Regions from separate parts of the Mus musculus genome. Here region 2 is linked to region 1. A link is a contact called in public Hi-C data. All regions are on one chromosome and are shown on one strand. The core of a region is the stretch at or near the end of the contact, and the rest is flanking DNA. Distances in the headings are between cores, read along the strand shown. Region 1 has its middle 130 kb from the start of 9230102K24Rik. Region 2 has its middle 22 kb from the start of Gm36751.

Region 1 (5,239 bases), core at 2,016-4,515:
CGGCTTCTTTAAGTATGATTTCTATTACTTCCAATAGCAAATACTATTTTCGAACAACAGTACTCTTAACTTATTATAGGTCAAGCAAGCTCTAATTAAGTTGAGCGTCTTTGAATGATTTATTTGTAATTACTTCAAATAGGTTATTGAGGCTTGTTGAAAGGTTGTTTTTTTGACGATGGTTAGTTTTATGTGTCGGCTTGACGGGGCCATCCGCACGCAGGTGTTTGGTCAAACACTAATTTTGTGGAATTATAAGGATGTGTTTTTGAATGGGATTAATATTTGAATTGGTAGGGCCAAGTCAAGCTGATTTTTCTCTATCGTGTTTGCACTGCCCTTGCAAGAATTTGAAAGCCCAAATAGAACCAAGGAGCTGAGCCCCTTGTGCAAGGGAAACTCCATTTGAACTGGGACACTGCTCTTCTCTGCCTTTGGTCCTTAAAACTGGCTACCTACCTTCTTCTTGGGTCTCCATTGTGCCAGCTCTTGAACCTGAACTCTAGCTTGCTCACTGCAAATCTATTGCTTAGCCTATATAGTCTCTGTTATCTCTTTACCAACTGTGCATACATGTGTATATATATATATATATATATACATATATATATATATATGTATATATATATGTGTGTGTGTGTGTGTGTGTGTGTATGTATATGTGTATGTGTATACGTATACGTATATGTATATGTATATGTATATGTATATATAGAACCCATTTCTGGTTCTTTGGTATCCTCTGTACCCTACCTTGGACATTCTTTTCAGGGTCTTGCTCTTCAAAATTGGAGGAGGGGGCTTATTAGAAACACAGACTCTCACGGATTTCTGGCCCTACCTCAGACTGCCTAACTTAGAGTCAGCATTTTGACAAGCTCCCCAGGTGAACTGTATGAGCATTACTTCTGAGAAGTAATTCTTCAGAGTGTTTTGAAGTCTTTGCCTATAATTTGTGTCTCTAGAATATGAAAGAACCTTATAATTATTTGACATTAATACTTCAGGGAGTATAGCACAATAGGGAGACTATAGCAAAGGAGTTTTGGGGAGGATTTTGCATAACATTGGGTGAATAATTTTGTAATGACAAGAGGAAAACTTTATATTCCTAGTGTGTTTTCAGTTTTACTGTTGTCTAAATAACAATATGTCACAATTGCCATCTGCTTATCCTTTTATCATAAGATGACTGTGATGTACACTATAAATAATCTTTATGGGGGTTAGGAGACAGCTCAGTAAACCGCTTACTTTGCAAGCAAGAGGACTTAGGCTGCATCCTAAGAAAGTACTTGAAAAAACAAGAACTCAAACAAACTGGGTGTGTTGGTGCTTGCTTAATGGGGAGGCCAGCAGCAGGTGGGTCTTGCTGGCTTCCCAGTCTAGTTGAATGGGCAAACTCAAGGCCAGTAAGACACCCCATCTCAAAATTAAGATAGACAGCTTCTGAAGCATAAGGCCCAGGGTTGATGTTGGGCTTCCACATACATATACATGCGTGTTCATGCATACCTGCCAACACTTGCAAACCTACCAATACACATACACACAATATTTATGGGAATTGTAGATATTTATGGGAAGTGTAAGCACCTCCAAATGTTTTAACAGTTATTGGGAATTGATTGTATAAGTAGCCCTGTTTCCACTTAATTTAGAATGACTTCCTTTGCCTAAAAAGGAGGTTGGCTAATTGTGTAATCATTGACCGAATTTTGATCTTCTTTATGTTTGGTGTAGCAAAGACACAAGTACTGTTCCTTCTTTTCTCCTCAGTTCCCCCACCTTGTTTCTGAGAGAGGCAGGGAAATATCTACAGATGCTTCCTCTGGCGATCCCAGCTTATTGTTTCTGAGGGAATTACCCAGCAATCATCTCCCCAAAATGGCTGTCGGGTGGTGAGGAGGTTGGTACTATAGATCTGCGTGTCTAGGACAGGATTTAATTTTGAGAGAAGTTGATATCCATCCACAGTGACATTTTATCTCGCCCAAGGGACATTTAGGCTCGGGAGGTTTGCCAAGAAATGTCAAGGAAGCAGCCAGTGATGCTGAGGTTGAATCTCTGTCTTAGACAATGGTGCTGCTGTGGCTTCTGGGAAAGGAGAAGGGCTTTGGGTGCCCCAGGCACTTGCCTACGACTAGGTGAGACATTACACCCAGAACAGAGGTGGAACCGTGCCAATTTAGAATTAATGATTGTAATAGTGGTATTTGGAAGAGCCTAGTAATGTAAAAAATGAGGACACTGCTTTTGGGTAATTAGAGTATTTCACAGATACATTTGTCTAAGTTTTTGAGAAAGTTCTATGACATAAGTGGCTTTGGGGTTATAGAAATATCACTTTTATGAGCTAAAACTTAGAATATTTTATTGAAATCAGTTATGTGCTATGGGACACTATGCATTTTTTTCCAGGAAAAACTTGAAATTCCCTAGTGATTAAAGAAAAAAAAAGCAGTCTAATTTATAAATTTGGAATTGGATCAACAATTAGGCTGATGATTATATGTCATTGTAAAATTAATTAACTGTTCACAAGGACATGATGGAATACTTTTTTTTTTAAGAATGAAGAGCCATGAAAGTACATGGCAGAGAGACAAAGAGAGCTGATAAAGAAAAATAGTTTTATTACATGCATTAGTAAACTAAGCCAATGCTACTATAGAAAGCAAAAATTGCTAAGTAATGCAGAGTCTTTAATGTTTTAACATTTACCATTGCAGTCATTTAACAGCCCCTCCAATCTCTCTCTCTCTCTCTTTCTCTCTCTCTTTCTCTGTCAATGGGCTTATTATTGCTTGCCTTCAAACAAACAATTTCTTCTCTTTTACTATGAAGGAATAAAACAAAGCCAACTTCTATCTTGACCCTGTTATTCTCACAAGGTACCCTTTTTGTGTTGCTCAATCTTCCCTTTCCAGAATTTTCTTCCTTTTTCTGGTCACTGCTAAACTCTCCTTAAGATTATTAAATATAAATAAGAGTATCTAGCATATATCTGGACTCAGAAATCTTTACTTTTCTAAGAATTACATAGATTGATTTTGGGAGTCCTGGTTCCTCTGATTCTTCCATGACATTTGATACTGTTGACATCATCATTTGATACTGTTTTCTCTCCTGGGTTTCTGCTTTATCTCTTCAAGACTTCTGTTTTGCATTGACATTTGTTTCCATCCACATGTCACAGGCTGTATTGCGTAGTCCATATCCTTTTTAGATGACTCATCCTTACCAATCCCACTCTCTTCCTCTGGAGGAGCTCATGCTTAGGACTCCCACCAACTTCCAAGGAGAGAAAGACTTCCTTGTCTATAGTGAAACTAATCATGCTTCCTAAAAAAAAAAAAAACAAAAAGAATAAAAGAAACTATCTTATAGTAAACATGCCAATGTGGGTGGGGTGGGGGAGGAGTTTCCAGAGGCTCCATCACTAGATTAAGAGCTACAGGCAATTAGTGGTTACCAAGAAATGGAGATTCGGTCTTTTCCAGCAATGACCTCCTTGGTAGGTTATCCAATCCCAAGGTCAGCATGTGCATATGAGCAATACTAAATGGACTCAGCGGGTTGTATTTATAGATACCCTATTATTATTGCTACTATTACTATGATGATGATCAATACTACTATTAATAATAGAAGAAGTCATAATTTTGAGGGAGTAGGGGGGAACTGGAGGAGTTTTATTAAGTGGGTAGGAAGTGTGGAAATGATGTAAATTATATATATATAATATAATGTAAAAAAAAATATATATATATATAATTTACTGACAGAGTAAGATCCTAACAAGGACAGTAGGCTTCCTTTCCTGTGTGTGTGTTTATGTAAAATCCAAGTTCCTATTAGATATTTCCAATTCAGTATTTCACTTTGAGCACAGAGACATAATTTCTGAAATCAACTTCATTATCCATCGCTTTAAAGCAAGTCTTAGTTTAACTCTGATCTCAATGGCGTGAGTAGTGGTCTTATAACTTAGGCACAGATCTTTGCTTTTCTTGATTTTTATTTCATTTTGCTCTTAGTGTTAAGAAACATAACATTTAGGTTCAATTGAGTGTGCCTGAGAGAGGATCAAAGTTAATGTTTTATATTCCCATCATTTCTGAGCCTAATTAAAATGACATCTTTGGTGTTTTGGTGGGTTTTTGTTTGTTTGTTTAGTTGGTTTTTGTTGTTGTTGTTGTTGTTGTTATTGCTGCTGCTGTTCTTTGGTATAACAGTAATACCTACCCAACAAGCTCTGGACTGTAGGGATGAAGTCCTAATTGAATATGTATTGTTGATATGGCCACCAGCATCTCAAGAAACCCAATGCCTCAGACCCAATGGGGATGGCAAAGCCTTACCCTGCTCTGTGTGTTGACAGTGTTTACAGAAAGTATCAACCCTAGTTTCCTCCTCCCCTGTGTTTACAGGGAGACTGCTCCCTGTCAGAGCCCTCCCATTGATATGAGTTCAACCCCCTGCTTCCCTTCAGATATACACAATAAGTGTGCTGAGTTTCTGGACTGCCACCAGCACATCTCTATCAGAGCACATGACTCACTTGATGCTAGCCTTTCTGTTTGTATGTGTGTTCTTTCAGGTTTCTAGGACCCTGGTGCTAGATCTGTGGCAGAGGACAGTTTTCTATTTTCTTAACTTGTATGCAGCAGGACATGGCTTACTTAGAATTTACTTCTCCAACAGAGGTGCCAAGATTTGCCCTGGTACCACAAAGGAATTATCTACCACGGTTTTCTCTTAGAGATACAAGTGAGAGGATGTAATACAGAGAGGCCAGCGAAGACCGAGGAGAGGTTTTGTGTGTCAACTTGACACAAGCTGGAGTTATCACAGAGAGAGGAACCTCCCTTAAGGAAATGCCTCCATGAGATCCAACTGTAAGGCATTTTCTCAATTAGTGATCAAGGGTGGGAGGGCCCATTGTGGGTGGTGCGATCCCTGGGCTGGTAGTCTTGGGTTCTATAAGAAAGCAAGCTGAGCAAGCCAGGGGAAGCAAGCCATTAAGTAACTTACATCCCTTCATGGCCTCTGTATCAGCTCCCGCTTCCTGACCTGTTTGAGTTCCAGTCCTAACTTCCTTTGGTGATGAATAGCAATGTGGAAGTATAAGCTGAATAAACACCTTACTCCCCAATTTGTTTCTTGGTCATGATGTTATGTGTAGGAATAGAAACCCTGACTAAGCCATCTATGGGGAAGCTCTTTTCTTGGGTTG
Region 2 (5,478 bases), core at 422-2,921, 230 kb before region 1:
AGAGAGAGGCAAGCATGAGGATTTAAATTTGAACCCTCAACACTCATGCTCAGTGCCTGCTATGACTGCGTGTGCTTATAACCTCTACACTAGGGGACAGAGACAGATGTATCCCAAGAGTTTGCTGGTCAGCCAGGTTAGCAGGAATGGCAAAATTTTAGTTCAGTGAGAGACATTGTCTCAAGGCTGTAGTATACATAGCAATATAGGAGAATACCTAACAACTTGCCTTGGCTTCCATATGTGTGCAAGTGGATGTGAGTGTCCACACAGTCACATACATGGGACACACGTGCACACACACAGGTGCACTACACACACTCTCAGAGAGAGAGAGAGAAAGACACACACAGACACAGACACAGAGAGAGAGAAACACACACACACACATGTGCACACACACACATACTCGCAGAGAGAGAGACACAGAGAGAGAAAGACAGAGAGAGGGAGAGAGGGAGAGAGAGAGAGAGAGTGAGACAGAGACACATGCATACACACACACACTGGCAGAGAGAGAGAGAGAGAGAGAGAGAGAGAGAGAGAGAGAGAGAGAGAGAGAATGAGAATAAAGTGAGGAGAAAGAGAACAAGGAGTCTCATAACAGCTATGTAGCAACCAATATCTCCAAGAGTCAGAAATAAGGAATAGAATAAGAAAATCAGAATTCAACCTAGGCATGGAGATGCTTGGGTAATGAGAAGAAGGAATGAAAACCACCTGTAAGTTGGTGATGTTTATGAGGAGAGAATGAAAAACAGGAATTTAAATGAATCCTACGAATATCCTCGTGTGCTCACATGTGAGGAAAGTTATAGGAAAAATTGGAAGGTAACTCCATGAAATGGTAGCTGGTTGAAGGTGTAAGACATTATGAGTGTCTCTTCCATGGGGTTGGTCTTTGGGAAGCAGCTCAGTAGCTGCAGCCCACCATCAGCTAGACACGCACACTTGCTGTGTTTGCAGAGGAGAGCGGTGCCATGAACCACCCAAGAGAGGTCTAAAATCTGTGTGGCAGCCCCTCAGGGCACACGCAGGAGAAGGAAAGGCGTCATAGCAACTCTTCTCAAACAGCAGCCCTTGCTTGGATGGTGGCCCTAATAACTCATAAATATAACACAAGCCTTTTTAGTAACTTCCTGGCTGAAAGACTGGACTTGTTGGGAAAAAAAGAAGGCTCAGGGTGGGTATTAATTCCTGTTAGCATCCAGGCTGTACACTACAGGAAAGACTTAGTCCTGCAGGCATTGGGCACCAATTAGCAGACAAGATCTGGAACAAGAACATTTGCTGAGATAATATTCTTCAATGCTTTCTACTTTGAGGCAGACGTAGTGAATCACTGTCCCCTTTGGCCAGCGGAGAGGAGAAAGGCATAGAGAGGTCAGGGACATTATTAGATCACCTATAGGGTGACAGTGATAATCACGTTAAGAGCTAACAAGTGTTAAACACTCTAAACTCAGGGCACTGGTCTCAGAACTCAGAGCCATATTATCTTATTTTATTTACTTAATCTTGGTAACAATGCTCTCAGGTAAGTATAGTTTACCATGACCAGGGCACACGTCCTTCTATATTGGCTGCAGGCCACAGGATTCAACTGGGTCACTGTTCTGTGCAACCACGAGAAGACTACCTTACGCAGAGCTTGACGTTTCTGTCCTCTCACAAGCTGCAACGAACGAGTCATCATGCATTGCAACCTCGAGGATTCGAGAGGGTCTGACACAGGGGGGCAGCACAGAGACGCTGCATAATAAAAGAAAATTAATGTCAGACACTCTCTAATTAAACTCTCGTCTGCTCTCATATATTAAGGTTAAAGTCATAATGAAATTAATTATCACCGTTTCCATCCTCCTCTGCATGTGCTGGTTTTGCATAAATTGACAGAAAAGGGAACCGAGAGGCACAAGATCAATAGCCCAAGTCGCCAGGAAAGGGGAGATGTCCTTTGCTCTGGACAACGACTTCTAGCTGCTTTGGTTAAACAGTAACCAAAATTTGAGCCTGAAATGTTAAACTCAGCAGGCCTGTCAGTTGGCGGCAAGTCCTCTGCCCTCCTGTTCAGTGGAGATTGATTGAATCAGAAAGTCAAGTTCCAGGAATCTAGGGCTGCACTAGGCCAGATGATTTCAGGTTAATATTTGATCTTCCAAAGGCCAGGGAAATGCATAAACAAAAACATGACCAAGCCACGAGCAGCCTTGATAGTACAGTTCCCATACTAGAGTCGGGGGACATAGTTGGATGGAGTGTTGTAGGTTAGTTTTTGATGATTTCAGACCCTCAGAGGGTATTTGGGAACAAAGAGCAGGCGTGATAAACACAGACATGTGGTGGAGGTGGCTGGAGTAGAAACCAATTCGCCATCAATTTCTATGATTAGCATCCTGGAGAGGATGCAGAAATATTCAGGGGGTTGGCCTTAATTATCCTCTAATGAAGATTTGATTTAATTTCTTGTTCTCTCTCATTCTTGTTTTCCTCATGGGCTGGCGTTGCTTTGTAATTTCACAGCGTTTGGATTCTAAGCGACATGCTCTCAGCTTTGCAGGGGGTGGGGGGGCTCTCTGAAGGAGAGGCGAGGTCAACCTTGCAAGTTAGATTAATTCATGATGTGGGATCTGCTCTCGCTATTGCTTGAATAGCCAGCCCATGTTTACCGAGCACCCGGATAGAAGAGTATAGCAGCGGTTCTCAACCTGTGGGTCACGACCCCTTCACAGGGAGTTGCCCCGCCCCCCCCCCCAAAAAACAAAAAAACCCAAACAAACAAACAAACAAAAAAACAACCCATCGGAAAACATAGATATGTACATTGATTCATAACAGCAGCAAAATTAGTTATGAAATAGTAATGAAAGTAGTTTTATGACGGGGGGGTCACCCCAACATGAGGAGCTGTATAAAAGGAAGGTTGAGAACCACAGTGTTACAGAGAGAAGCACTGTGTTAGGCACTTCCATCAACATGTTTAATTACTGCTATATTAATTTAAATTTTTCTTTGTAATCAAAATTCCATGTCCACACACACATTGTAATTTTATTTTTAAGTAAAAGGGTGATTTTTTGTTAGAACTTAGGAAAAAAAAAAGCTTAATTCAGGTTAGGTGAAAATCCCAGCTACTGTCACAATGGAGAAAGGGCATGCCTGCCAGGTTGGACAATGTATTAAGAAAAAAAAAAAGAAGCGTCGGGAATGGGGATGGGCTAAAGAGCTGTGGAGTCCCACAGCCTGGTCAAGTAATTCTATAAGGTGCTTCCTAAAATGCACAGGGTTTTCTGATGAAACCCTCTTCTTCCACAACCCTCATTGCCAAATAGCAAACAACTTAAGCTATCTTAGGTATTTTTGCTGGTGTTTTACAAATACTTGCGTGTCTTTCTTGAGTTTTCGGTTTTAGCCATTATTTACCGTTTTCTTGCTATGGAGGATGAAGGTTCATCCTTTTTTACTGCCATCCTTTTCCTCCCAGTCTCTCACACACATCTCCATCCTTTATAATGCACTTAATGCATTCAAATATGTGGGTGAATTCACATCCAGATTTTTAATAACTTTCACCATTCAGTAGATGGTTAATCTTTTTATTGAATTTTGAAGTATTTTATTTTAAATTATGTGTACATGTGCATGTCTGTATGTAGGTTTGGGCGTGTGAGGGAAGTACCCACAGAGGCCAGAAGGGGGCGGCAGACCTACGGAGCTGGAATTACATGGGTCGCGCGCTGCCTTGTGGGCACTGGGAACTTTGTCCTCTGCAGGAAGCCGATCATGCAGTTAACACGGAGACATTGCTCCAGGCTCCTGGTTACTTGTAATTTATAGCAGAACGTCATTATTTTCCTTTTAAGGTTCAAGATTTGTTTGTTCTGAGATTAATGATTATCTTTTTTCCTTTTTTCTTTTTTTTTTTTTTGTAATTCTTTTCTTCTACCCACTTTTAATTTTATTGTTAATTTTGTTTTTTTTTTTTGTTTTTTCTTGATAAGGGGTTTCTATGTTGTGCTTGAATTTGCGATCCTGCAGTCTGAGCCTCACGAGTTGCTTGCTGGCTAATGAAAAGAATTTACTTACCATGAATTTAACCCTATGTTCTCCCCAGTTGTCAAAATCTTCAAAGAACAAATACAGAGATATTCTATCATCGTTGGAAGAGATATTCTATCATCTTCAGGAACTCAATACTCCTTCTTTCTCTCTGTGTTGGGTGTTGTGTTTTATAAAATGGTGTGAGCGCCTCAGCAGGCCCATGCCGAGGCGTTCCCTCTGAGTTATCCACCATAGCACAGGCTTAGTATAAAAGGGAGTTTATTTGGTGGGGAAGGGAAGGGGGCCTAGAGGAGGGAGTAGAGTCAGAGAAAGGTGAGGGACAGAGGACAGAGAGAGGAGAGAGGAAGAAAGAGGGGAAGAGACCAGCCTTGGTGTGTGTGTGTGTGTGTGTGTGTGTGTGTGTGTGTGAGAGAGAGAGAGAGAGAGAGAGAGAGAGAGAGAGAGAGAGCGAGAGCTGAACAGTCCTTTACAGCCTTACCTGGCTGTTGCTAGGTAACTGTTGGGCGGAGCCTAGAGCAAATGCTAACATTGTATCCTTTCAATCATGAGTCCTCTATACTCATTCTCTATTTTCATGGATTCATCCTTCAGCTTCCAGAGAATATTAGGATGGGAGGGGAAGCTTTTAAGATTTTCCAAATTCTAAGCTGCATTTATCCCACCTTCACACCAGATAGTTCAGTTGGATACAGAATGCTACATGGTCAGTCATCTTCGTTCTCAGCTTACAGGTCACTGCCTTGCTTCATCGCTTCTGCTGTTGTTACTGAGAAGCCAAAATACCATCATTATGTTTGATAGTGTATGAAATCTATTCTCTGTGAATGATTTGTGTGCACATGCGCACTCATGCGTCCGTGCATGTGTGTGCCTGTGTGTTGGCTAGTTTTATGTCAATTTGACACAAACTAAAGTTATCTGAAAGGCTAGAACTTCAGTTAAAATAGTGAGAACTTCAATTAAAATAGTGCCTCTATAAGACTGGGTTATAAATAAGCCTATAGGGCATTTTCTTGATCAGTGATTGATGGGGAAGGGCCCAGCTCATTGTGGGCAGTGCCACCCCTGCTGCTGCTGGCCCTGCGCTCTATAAGAAAGCAGTCTGGGCAAACCAGAAGGAGCAAAGCCAATAAGCAGCACCCTTGTGTGGACTCTGTGTCAGATCCTGGCTCCAGTTTCTTGCTCTATTTGAGTTCCTGCCCTGACTTCAACCTCATTGTCCATCACTGAAGGAAGTCAGGGCAGGAATTCAAATAGAGCAAGAAACTGGTGAATACACAGTAGTTCTACTTTTACATGTCCATTTTGTGTAGAAAGCATAACATTCCCATAACATTTCACAGGAAGTTTTCAGCTTGAGTAACGACCCACCACCAGCCTCGTGCTTCATAAGGTAAGCTGTGCAGTGCTAATGTT

Evidence for each region. A called contact is a pair of places that touch in the nucleus more often than the background predicts.
Region 2: a contact with region 1 is called in a Hi-C map of the N1E-115 cell line, with 4 times the contacts expected there. The contact joins two enhancer-like sites. A contact is called at or near these places in 1 of 15 datasets of contacts at CTCF or cohesin (the NIH/3T3 cell line), 3 of 484 Hi-C or Micro-C datasets (the N1E-115 cell line, embryonic stem cells and nephron progenitors) and 4 of 115 datasets of contacts at active chromatin or transcription factors (a beta-TC-6 cell line, embryonic basal ganglia, embryonic stem cells and 1 more).

Annotation. Positions count from the first base shown.
Region 1 is chr10:110,472,292-110,477,530 of GRCm38.p6, reverse strand. No RefSeq gene overlaps it. Among named protein-coding and RNA genes, the nearest start is that of 9230102K24Rik, 130 kb to the left of the region's middle. Within about 2 kb of position 3,265, at least 2 of the 459 cell types and tissues checked have an H3K27ac peak or open chromatin away from gene starts, as enhancers often do. A contact at or near this core is called in the N1E-115 cell line, where this site is marked.
Region 2 is chr10:110,704,119-110,709,596 of GRCm38.p6, reverse strand. No RefSeq gene overlaps it. Among named protein-coding and RNA genes, the nearest start is that of Gm36751, 22 kb to the left of the region's middle. Within about 2 kb of position 1,671, at least 16 of the 459 cell types and tissues checked have an H3K27ac peak or open chromatin away from gene starts, as enhancers often do. A contact at or near this core is called in the N1E-115 cell line, where this site is marked.